Linked DNA regions of Sus scrofa: region 1 is linked to region 2. A link is a contact called in public HiChIP or PLAC-seq data. All regions are on one chromosome and are shown on one strand. The core of a region is the stretch at or near the end of the contact, and the rest is flanking DNA. Distances in the headings are between cores, read along the strand shown. Region 1 has its middle 34 kb from the start of EML4. Region 2 overlaps EML4 (echinoderm microtubule-associated protein-like 4).

Region 1 (5,346 bases), core at 1,743-4,242, 160 kb before region 2:
GAAGGTAAAGAACACAGGCTATCACAGTGTTTAGGGGTTTTTGTTTGTTTGTTTGTTTGTTTTGTCTTTTTGCCTTTTCTAGGGCCGCTCCTGCGGCATATGGAGGTTCCCAGGCTAGGGGTAGAATCGGAGCTGTAGCCACCGGCCTACACCACAGCCACAGCAACACAGGATCTGAGCCGTGTCTGGGACTCACAGCTCACGGCAACGCCGGATCCTTAACCCATTGAGCGAGGCCAGGGATCGAACCCGCAACCTCATGGTTCCTAGTCAGATTCGTTAACCACTGCGCCACAACGGGAACTCCACTCTGTTTAGGTTTTAATACAACCCTCCCACCATGATATTCCCACTCAACAAGATCCACCCAATCCTTGCCCTCCACCGCAGATAGTGTCGTCTGTAAGGTAAGGGTATTCCACAGCCATATGCTTCTCAAAGTCAGAGTTACTCTACTAGGAACCCCATAGTTAGGTGATTCCCAGAATAATCCATGGGAGGCTTCATTCGCCAGTACTTGTTCTCTTCAGGGTCTCCATGCCAGTGTGTAGTCAAGATACCCCTCCTTATTCCTCCTATGGTCTTTTGATCTCCTGTGAGTAACTCTTAGATCACACACACACACACACACGCACGCACACCAAAGACAAGCCATAGTCTCAGTTCATGTTAAGGAACAGAGGGCAGAATTTTCCTACACATGTTCTAAGCTTCCAACGTATTCTGCCCACCTAAATGGGGACATGCCTTACTTTTATTTTACTATAGAAAGCTGCTCCAATTCCCCCCCTTCTCAGCTCCCACCTGTAGGCTATGCCCATGGACCACCAGTACAGCAGAAATGCCGCCCATCTCAATGCCTTTCTAAACAAAAAGACCTCCACTCATTACATCATCCCCTGCTACCCAGAGAACTGGTAGAAGCTTGGTAGGTGTGCCTGTTTGATCCATTGAACCAGGGCTTCCTCCACTAACAGACTCCACTAGGACAAATATATGTGCCCCCTGTCCCCCATCCCAACTCTTAAGAGTCCCACGTGCTCAAGAGTTATGGGACTTTTCTTCCTCTAGTTATAGAAAGGATTCCCCCCCAAGGGAAAATATCTCCTTTTCATCATTTATAAATGATCCTCTTCTGCTCCCCTCCTATAGTCTTTTCCTAACAAAGAATGCACAGGCACCATTCAGGCACATACTTTTCTTTTCTTTTTTAGCTGCACCCACAGCATGTGGAGTTCCCAGGGCCAGGGACTGAATCTAAGCCACAGCTTCAACCTATGTATGCCATAGCTGCAGCAATGTTGGATCCTTAACCCATTGTACCACAGCGGGAACTCCAAGCAAATACTTTTAATTAAAGCAAATGTTAGCTCTCTGGGCACAGAGGAATTTCAGAAGGAAGAAATGTTAGCAGTAAAACCTGAGGAAGCTTGCCACTATTAGCTATATAATGCTGGTTGCAGAGTAATTACCATAATAGAAACAATAATGCATTGATTATGTGTTCACTGGGTACCAGGAACTTTACTAAATGTCTTTCTTGCGTTAGTTCGCTCGGGCTTCATCAGTGAGGATAGGGTGATTTTTACCTGCATTTTCTAGATAAGGAATTTGAGGCTAAACAATTTCACCTAACAACTGCTAGGCTATGCTTTGGCGACTGGCAGCCTATCCAGGATAGTAACTTCCATCTCTATTTCTGTTTTTAAGTGAAAATAATAAAAGAGGAAAGGAAGAAAAGACAGATTTCATGAGCAAATTTGACCACCCTGAGAATTATAGAGAGGTGAGAAGAAACCTTTCAGGTTTCAGCCAGAGACAAGAAATAATTTTAAAAGTTCAGCCAACTGAGCAACGGTAAGTTTGGAAATTTGTGGTTTCCAGTCAAAAGTGGTATAGGGACTGCTGGCAACATTGATTTTGAAAGTGTTGAGGGCTGCCACCTCCATTTAGATGCCTTTAATGAATGAGAGTCTAAAATACTCTAGAGAGAATCCCAACAGAGTCTACCAGCCAAGAATCCTTGGCTTACAAAATAATGGGGGCTGCTTCTTCCCAGTTACCATGCACAGAAGCAAAACTTGGCAGAATCAGAGACAAAGGGTTTTGATCTTGTTCCTACCATTGCTTCCACAGAAGGAAGCAAAACAAACCGCTGGGTTACCTCTACCGCCGCTCCTGAGAACCACGACCCTGCGAGCTGCTGTTTGGAAGAGAATCCCACTTTGCTCTTTGCCCGGGGAATCAGCACCCTGGACGCAGCCCCCCCCCCCCCCAAGGACCCAAGTGCAAGGTCTTTTCTCTCTCTATTCGTTTTCCTCAGAGTTCTGTTTCTTGGAGAAATTTTCCACATGTAATCAAGCTGCTACTCTGACACCATTTTCATTGAGTAACTCGTGGTGATGTCACACCAGCCAGGCACTAGGGGAAGCCCTGCTTTTATGGGTTGGCTCTTAATTTAGGAATTTTTATTTTCTGACTTTCCTCTTTTTTTTTTTCTGCTGGACTTTGGAGCAAGATGCCTGAGTGGTGAAGTGTTGCCTGCTTTTGAGCAAAGGAATTCCTGCTCGTTGAGAGGCAAATGGTTGAGTGAAGGCAAGCTGTGAGTCCTGTAATAGTATGTCTTAATTGGAGAGCTGGCAAGAGAGGAAGGATGTGTAGGCCTGGTGCGGGTGCTGTTGCTCCTGTTGGGGTTTGTGGAGCTGAGCTGAGAAGACAGGCTGGGGACAGCAGGACTTCCGGCCACCCCCTAGTGTCCCTGTCCTGTGTACCTGGGGAGCCAACGGCCCCCTCCTCCCTGGCGCCTGGGCAACCACATCTCTCCCCCATCCCCACCGTCCTTCCTCGCCTCTCAGCGGCTCTGTGCAGCGGAGCCGGCAGAGGCAGCTTGGCAAACGTCGCCTGTAAAAGCCTAATCCAAACAGCATGTCCGCTGAGCTCAGCGGGGTGACTCATGTGCAGTGACGTGTGAGGCCGGCAAGCGGAGATTAGGATCTGGCCCGCCCGCCAGCCTACCCTGCACTTCCTTTGATCAACTCTGATGGTTTTTAATTCTGCAGAAGCAGCTTCCTGCCGGCGGCAAGCGCCTCTCCGTGGAGGCTGGAGCCGTGTCTTTGCTGACCTACTTGTCAGAGTCGAGGCCGGCGTGTGCTAATGGCACGGGGACTGACACTCTGGGCTCACAGCCCACACTGAGCAAGAGGGGAGCCTCTTTCGCGGAGGTGCCCACGGTGACATCAAAAGCTTACTCCTCAGCCAACACCAGCAAGGCCATGTGTGTGAGCAGCCTGAGTTCTGAACCTGATCCTGGCCTGGGTTAGACTCACCGAGGAATAAAGAAATTGGCTCTCTCTAGGGCGGTTTTTTTTTTTCCTTATTTCTTTTTTCTTTTCTTTTTTTTTCTTTTTTTTTTTTTTTGTAAGCTGGGGCATCTTTAAGGACAGTGTCTGGCACAAAATGAAACATTCTTTGGGCTCTTCAGAAGTACTGTCTCACATCTGTTTTGCTCAAAATGGAACGAAGTATATTACTTTCTTGAACTTTTTTCCCCTACTTGAGTGGAATGTGTTTGCCTCTTGCTTATTCCAAATCCCCTCAATGACCAATGCCAAGCAGAGCCCCTGAAACAAAATTTCATTCTCTCTCTCTTCTCCTCTCATTTTTATCTTGCTCTCTCCTTTCTCTCTCTTTTCTCAGGAAGTAGAGAGTGATTAGCCACCTTGGCTGAGAGTTAGGGAGATCCTGGGCTGGGTGTGGGGCTTAAAATATCCCCAGTGCCAGGCTCTACCCCAGAAGAATTCACTTAGAGTCGTTGAGGGTAGGACCAGACATCAAGAATGTTTTAAGCTCCCCTTGTACAGGCGAAGTTGGGACTCACTGACATGTAGGCTCTCATGGCATAAGCTGTTAGCCTTAGGGATGCTTCCAGTCTCCCTGTCTCCCCCACCACCATTCAGTGAGAGCCTTCTGGAAGCCGGCATATACTCTAGCAGGTTAAGGTACAATGTTATCTAGATAGGGTAACTAGCCTACCTATTAAGAAGAATTTGTCCATCTGCTTAAAGTATTTACCATCCCACTGAGACTTAGCGCAGAGAATGAACATGAGGCACTGAAATACAGAATAGATGGGTCTTGCAGGGAGGCCATAAGGGATGGTCCAGCATACAGGACAGTGACCAACCCAGAGGGAATGTCTGGGAAGCAGGTTTGTATGTGGTGGTGATGGGCTGTGCATAGGGCTGCCAGGTAAAATAAGGAACACTAGTTAATTTGGTTTTTTGTTTGTTTGTTTGTTTGATTTTGTCTTTTTTCTAGGGCCGCACCTACAGCATATGAAGGTTTCCAGGCTAGGGGTCTAATCAGAGCTGTAGCCACCGGCCTATGCCAGAGCCACAGCAACGCCAGATCCGAGACACCTCTGTGACCTACACCACAGCTCATGGAAACGCTAGATCCTTAACCCACTGAGCGAGGCCAGGGATCAAACCAGCAACCTCATGGTTCCTAGTCGGATTCATTAACCACTGAGCCACGACAGGAACTCAGTACTAGTTAATTTTGAATTTCAAACAAATTCAAGTAGTACAATATTTGGGACCTACTTATATTAAAAAAATTGTTCATTGTTCATTTGCAATTCAAATGGAATTGAGTGTTCTACATTTTGTTTGCTAAATCTAGAAATCCTAGTTGTAGATGGCAGTCCAGAGAGGAGAATCTTGGGTATTTGAGGTAGTGGTAGGTTTCACCTGTGTGGTTATGGTCTTCCCCAGGGGCTTTGGGGAAAATGTATTGGAATTTGGCTGCCACACTGACCAGGGATTGCTGTGAGCATTGGTGGGTGTAGACCAGGATGCCAAAGATACTGCAGTGGGTGGGATAGTTCCAATGAAGAACTGTCCCATCTAAAATGCCAAGAGGGGAGTTCCTGTCGTGACTCAGTGGTTAATGAACCGGGCTAGTATCCATGAGGCCTCAGGTTCAATCCCTGGCCTCGCTTAGTGGGTTAAGGATCTGGCGTCGCCATGAGCTGTGGCATAGGCTGGCAGTTACAACTCCAATTTGACCCCTAACCTGGGAACCTCCATATGCTGCTGGTGTGGCCCTAAAAAGACAAAAGACAAAAATAAAAAAATTTAAAAAATAAAATGCAGGAGTTACCGTCGTGGCGCAGTGGTTAACAAATCCGACTAGGAACCATGAGGTTGCGGGTTTGGTCCCTGCCCTCGCTCGGAGGGTTGACGATCCGGCGTTGCCGTGAGCTGTGGTGTAGGTTGCAGACGCGGCTCGGATCCCGAGTTGCTGTGGCTCTGGCGTAGGCCGGTGGCTACAGCTCCGATTCGA
Region 2 (5,494 bases), core at 2,649-5,148:
TTTCTCATGTACTCCCCAACAGCTGTCTGTCTCTCTTCTAGGAACCAGGACACTGTGCAGATTTTCATCCAAGTGGCACAGTGGTGGCCATAGGAACGCACTCAGGCAGGTAGGGTCTTTAAGGGAAATGTGAGCCGAGTAATCTAAGTGGTGGGATGTTTAACCATTATTCAGGAATGTTCTCAATCTGATCTGGAGAATTAATCTTTTAAGTGGCACAGTTATATGCTTGTTGCTCTTTTCTGTTATGCATACTCCTTCAGTTATTCAGTAATTATTTGAGCACTTACCACTTATTAGACACTATTGTAGGCATTCCGGCTACATCAGAGTGTGAAGCAAAGATCCCTGCTCTTGTGGAGCCCACATTTTAGTGTGTGTCAGGGATGGAGGCAGAATAAAACGTAAGCGTTGTAACTAAGATTAACGAAGAGTTATTGTGGGGGAGAGTTGAACATAGGAAGAGGGATCTGGAGAGGATGCAGTTGCAAAATGACAAGTTGGGAGGTCAGGATAAGCTTCATTGAGGAAGGTAACAGTTCAGTAGACTTGAGCCTCCTTTGTGAAATTTTCTGTCATTACCTGTTAGGGAAGGAAATTGAAGCTGAAATAACCAAGTTGACCTTCTGTTTGTGCCATAGCTTTTTTCTTTGTTGAATGCTGCATAGGTCGATAATAAAAGTATGTTTCCTGAAATTGTTATTAATTACTTGTTTTTGCAGACCTTCTATATACTACCTTTCCATGATTATTAAATAATATGTATTTATTATCTGTATTTTTTAATTGAGTCCTTTTTATTGCCTCTGCTAGTAAATAGCCCTCATCACAAATAACTTAATTTCCTTTTTAAAGAGGCAGAGGAAAAATATAAAGTCAGTTTTCAAAAGTTAAACCCATTGAAAAATGTGGAATGCTGATTTCTGTTGAGCTGAAATTATTGTGAACACGTTTAAATATTTTTATGTAACAAATACTTCAAATCAGCCATTTCATTTAATTCTAACTAAATTAAATCATGGAGAGTTTTTTTGTAGCAAGTTTTCCCCTTTGGCTGTTGGATGCAAATTAACACCTCTGGGAAATCAAAACATTCAAAATCTTTCTCATATATAGTGCTCAGAATCATGAAAAAATAGTTTTCTAAGGTAAAGATAAGCTTTAAAATGTGGTATTGCCTTGGCTGTGGCTGTGGTGTAGGCTGGCAGCTGTAGCTCCAATTCGACCCTTAGCCTAGGAACTTCCATATGCAGCAGGTACAGCCAGTAAAAAAGAAAGAAAGAAAACCACAAAGGAGTTTACTTCAGGTCTATTTTGGGGACAGCTGAACAGATACCACAAATGCTAAAATCAGTGAAATAGAGGATTTCCTGTTGTGGTATAGTAGAAACAGCCTGACTAGTACCCATGAGGATGTAGGTTCGATCCCTGGCCTCGCTCAGTCGGTTAAGGATCCGGCATTGCCGTGACCTGTGGTATAGGTCGCAGACTTGGCTTGGATCTGTTATTGCCGTGGCTGTGGCTATGGTGTAGGCTGGCAGCTATAGCTCTGATTCAACCCCTAGCCCAAGAACTTCCATATGCTGCAGGTACGGCCCTAAAAAAATAAATAATGTAAGAGTAAAAGCTACCATTTATTCAATATCTGATGACAGACCTTGTACCAAATTATTTTTATGTATTACTTTAAATCTTCACAAAAATGCAACAAATATCTCTTTTGCACAGATAGGAAACCAAGGCCCATAGAGTTGCTTGCGATTGAGCTGGGATTTGAACTCAGGTTCTGTATGATTCCAAAGCTTGTCTCTTTTTCATGAGTCCACCAGTATTCTTTAAGATGCACTTAATGGTGTTTATAGTATTACTTGGAAATACTACAAGGAAAATTTATATTTGAAGGTTAAATCACTGCTGATATAGTATTTAAAAAGAATTTACTGTGTATAAGAAGGAGTTAAAACACCAAGTAGAGTAGTAAGGGCTAGAAGGACTTGAATCATTAAGAGTCACCACTTCATTGGATGGCTCTACAATGTATACATACATGCAGAGTGCCAGTTTTTAAGGAAAAACTGATCTGATTAAATTCACTGAAATTACCTTCTAACATTTAATGAAGCTATCATTAGCAAGCTTAAAATTAAAAAATCCCTCACCGTAGCCATTTGGATTATTATCACTGACCCTAACCCTGAAAACTCACACATAGGGCAAGGAATTTTTTTTAGCTTAATGCAGCATATGTCCCAGTTGTGCATGAAGCAGAAAAGGTGACTAGCAAAATGTTTAAAGATGTCTTCATGTCTATATCTAGAAATCTTCTATGTCTTGTAATTAAGAAGTAAGCATAAGTGTGAGTAAATTATCACAGTGATAAAATCGTTTTAGAAGAGTATATTACGGAGTTCCCTTCATGGCTCAGCAGTTAGCAAACCCGACTAGCATCCATGAGGACATGGGCTCAATCCCTGGCCTTACTCAGTAGGGTTAGGGATCTGGCATTGCCATGAGCAGTGGTGTAGGTCACAGGCGCAGCTCAGATCCTGCGTTGCTGTGGCTCTGGCGTAGGGTGATGGCTACAGCTCTGACTGGACCCCTAGCCTGGGAACCTCCATATGCCTCAGGTGTGGCCCTAAAAAAAAAGACAAAAACACACACACAAAAAAAGAATATATTACTACTGTAACTTCTGAGGGAAAAAATTAAATGCATGGACCTAAGAGGACATGGTACTTCCTTGACATTGCTAATCCTCATAGTAAGGATTCTTTTTAGCAGCATTATTGAGATATCATTCATATAACCATAAAATTCACCCATTTAATGTATATTATTCAGGAGCTCCTTAGTGACTCAGCACATTATGGAATCCAGTGTTGTCACTGCTGTGGCTCAGTTCGCCTCTGTGGCACCAGTTCAATCCCTGGCTCTGGAATTTCTGTGTGCCGCAGGCAGGCGCAGCCAAAATACACACACACACACACACACACACACACACACACACACTCTTCATTAGGTTTTAGGAAGGTCACAGGATTGTGCAACTTTCATCACAAGCTAATTTCAGAACATTTTCATTAACCCAAAAAAGAAATCCTATACCCATTAGCCTTCACTCCTCCTCACCCCCACCTACTTCCAGATCTACTTTTCTGTTTCTATGGGTTTGCCAATTCCAGACATTTCATATAGAGTCATATTATACATTGTCATTTGTTTCTAATTTCTTTCACTTAATCTTTCAAAGGTTCATCCCTGTTGTACAGAATATATAAGTATTTCATCCCTATTGTCAGCAAATATTCCATTATATGAATATACCTCCTTCATCACTTGGTGACCATTTGAGTTATTTCCACTTTTTGACCACTGGGAGTAATGCTGCTGTGAGCAGTCATACATACGTTTTTGTGTAGACATATGTTTTCCACTCTCTTAGGTATATACCAAGGAGTAAAGTTGCTGATAACTCTGTGTTTAACATTTTGAAGAGCTTCCAGGTTGTTTCCCACAATAGCTACACCATTTTACAATTCCACTAGTAAAGTATGGAGGTTCCAATTTCTCCACATCCTTGTCAACACTTGTCATTGACTTTGTTTTCATTTTAGCCAACCTAGTGAAGTGCTTTTTCATTGTGTGTGTGTGTGTGTGTGTTTTCCAGCTTCCCCCTCAGCATATGGAAGTTTTCAGGCCAGGGATTGGATCTATAGCTACAACCTATGGCACAGCTGTGGCAACACTGAATCCTTAAGTGACTGTGCCGGGCCATGGATTCAACCTGCGCCCCCACAGCAACTCCAGCCACTGCAGTCGGATTCTTAACCCATTGCACTACAGCAGGAACTCCTTTGTGGTTTTGATACGTATTTCTTTGATGGCTAATGATGTTGAATGTCTTTTCCATGTGTTTACCAACCACTTGTGTAACCTCTTTAGAGAAGTGTCTACTCATATCCTGTGCCTGTCTTTGAATTGATTTGTGTTTTTATTGTTGAGTTATAAGCGTTCTTTATATATTCTGGATATAGTACCTTATCAGATATATGAGTTGCAAGTATGTTCTCTCATTCCAATGGTTGTCTTTTCCCTTTATGTTTACATTTATTTCACAAAAGCTTCAAAATTTTATATAGTCCCATTTATCTATTCTTTCTCTTGTCTCTTGGTCATAAAGATTTACCTCTGTATTTTCTTCTAAGAATTTTATAGTTTTAGCTCTTATCTTTAGGTCTGTGATTCATCTTGCATTATTAATCTTTGTATATGATGTGAGGTAGATATCCAACTTCATTCTCTTGGGTGTGAATATCCAGTCATTGAAAAGAATGTTATTCCCCAGTGCAGGATATTGACACCCTTGTTGAAAATCTGTTGACCATAAACGTATGGGTTTCTATCTGGACTCTCAGTTATAGCCCATTGATGTATATGTCTATCCTGTGCCAGTACCACAATCTTCATTATTGTAGTTTTGCAGTAAGTTTTGAAATTGGGAAGTATGAGTCCTACAACTTTTTTCTTTTTCAAGGTAGTTTAGCTATTCAGGATCCATTGATTTTCCACATGAGTTTTAAGATCAGCTTGTCAGTTTCTGCAGAGAAGCCAGCTGGCATTTTGATAAGAATTGTTTTGTTTTGTTTTGTTTTTTCCTTTATGGATCAGTTTGGGGAACGTCACTATTTTAATATGGTCTTCTAATTTATGAACAGCTCTTTATTTATTTAAATCTAGAATTTTTTCAAAGATGTTTTTTAGTTTTTAGGGTACAAATTTGCGCCTTGTTAAGTTTGTACCTAAGTATCTCTGATGCCATTTTAAATGAAATTGTTTTCTCAATTTCATTTTCAGAATATTCATTGCTAGTATATATAAATACATTGCTCTTGGATCCTGCACCTCTGAACTCATTTCTTAGTTTTAATAGTTTTTAATGGATTCCTCAGGATTTTCTACATATAAGACTATGCACCCTGTAAAACTCTTCTTTCTTTCTAATCTGAATTGTTTTTCATTTTCTTGACTGATTGTTTTGACTAGAATCTCTTGTACAGTTTTGAATAGATGTGGCAAGAGTGGTCATCCTGATCTTGTTCTCTATTTTATATGTTACTCGATTCAGTTTGTTAGGATTTTGTTGAAGATTCTTTTCATCTATATTGATAAGGGAAGTTGGTCTGTAGTTTTCTTGTTTTGTCTCTGTCTGGTTTTGGTATCAGGATAATACTGACACTTCACTAAATCTTTAAATAAAACTAATATCTCCTAAACCAAAACAAAAACTTAAAGTATACAAGTGGTGAAAAATTAGTACATAGTACATACTATTAATTGTTAGTCATTAGTTAACAAAATTTTAGAGGGTATTGAACCATTAACTGTAAACCATTTAATTAAAACTACATTCAGGCATATCACACATTTTCAAATATAATATTCTCTCATCTTTTCTTTTTTTTTGTTTTGTTTTGTTTTTGTTTTTCGGCCATGC

What was found. HiChIP or PLAC-seq counts read pairs in DNA pulled down with a chosen protein or histone mark.
Region 1: an H3K27ac HiChIP or PLAC-seq map of alveolar macrophages shows a contact between it and region 2. The contact joins two enhancer-like sites. A contact is called at or near these places in 1 of 47 Hi-C or Micro-C datasets (embryonic fibroblasts) and 2 of 2 datasets of contacts at active chromatin or transcription factors (alveolar macrophages and skeletal muscle).

Annotation. Positions count from the first base shown.
Region 1 is chr3:98,187,052-98,192,397 of Sscrofa11.1, reverse strand. No RefSeq gene overlaps it. Among named protein-coding and RNA genes, the nearest start is that of EML4, 34 kb to the right of the region's middle. Within about 2 kb of position 2,992, at least 75 of the 83 cell types and tissues checked have an H3K27ac peak or open chromatin away from gene starts, as enhancers often do. A contact at or near this core is called in alveolar macrophages, where this site is marked.
Region 2 is chr3:98,027,720-98,033,213 of Sscrofa11.1, reverse strand. It overlaps EML4 (echinoderm microtubule-associated protein-like 4), which reads left to right. Exons shown (of 23, transcript XM_021087581.1): 17 at 42-109. Among named protein-coding and RNA genes, the nearest start is that of EML4, 130 kb to the left of the region's middle. Within about 2 kb of position 3,898, at least 3 of the 83 cell types and tissues checked have an H3K27ac peak or open chromatin away from gene starts, as enhancers often do. A contact at or near this core is called in alveolar macrophages, where this site is marked.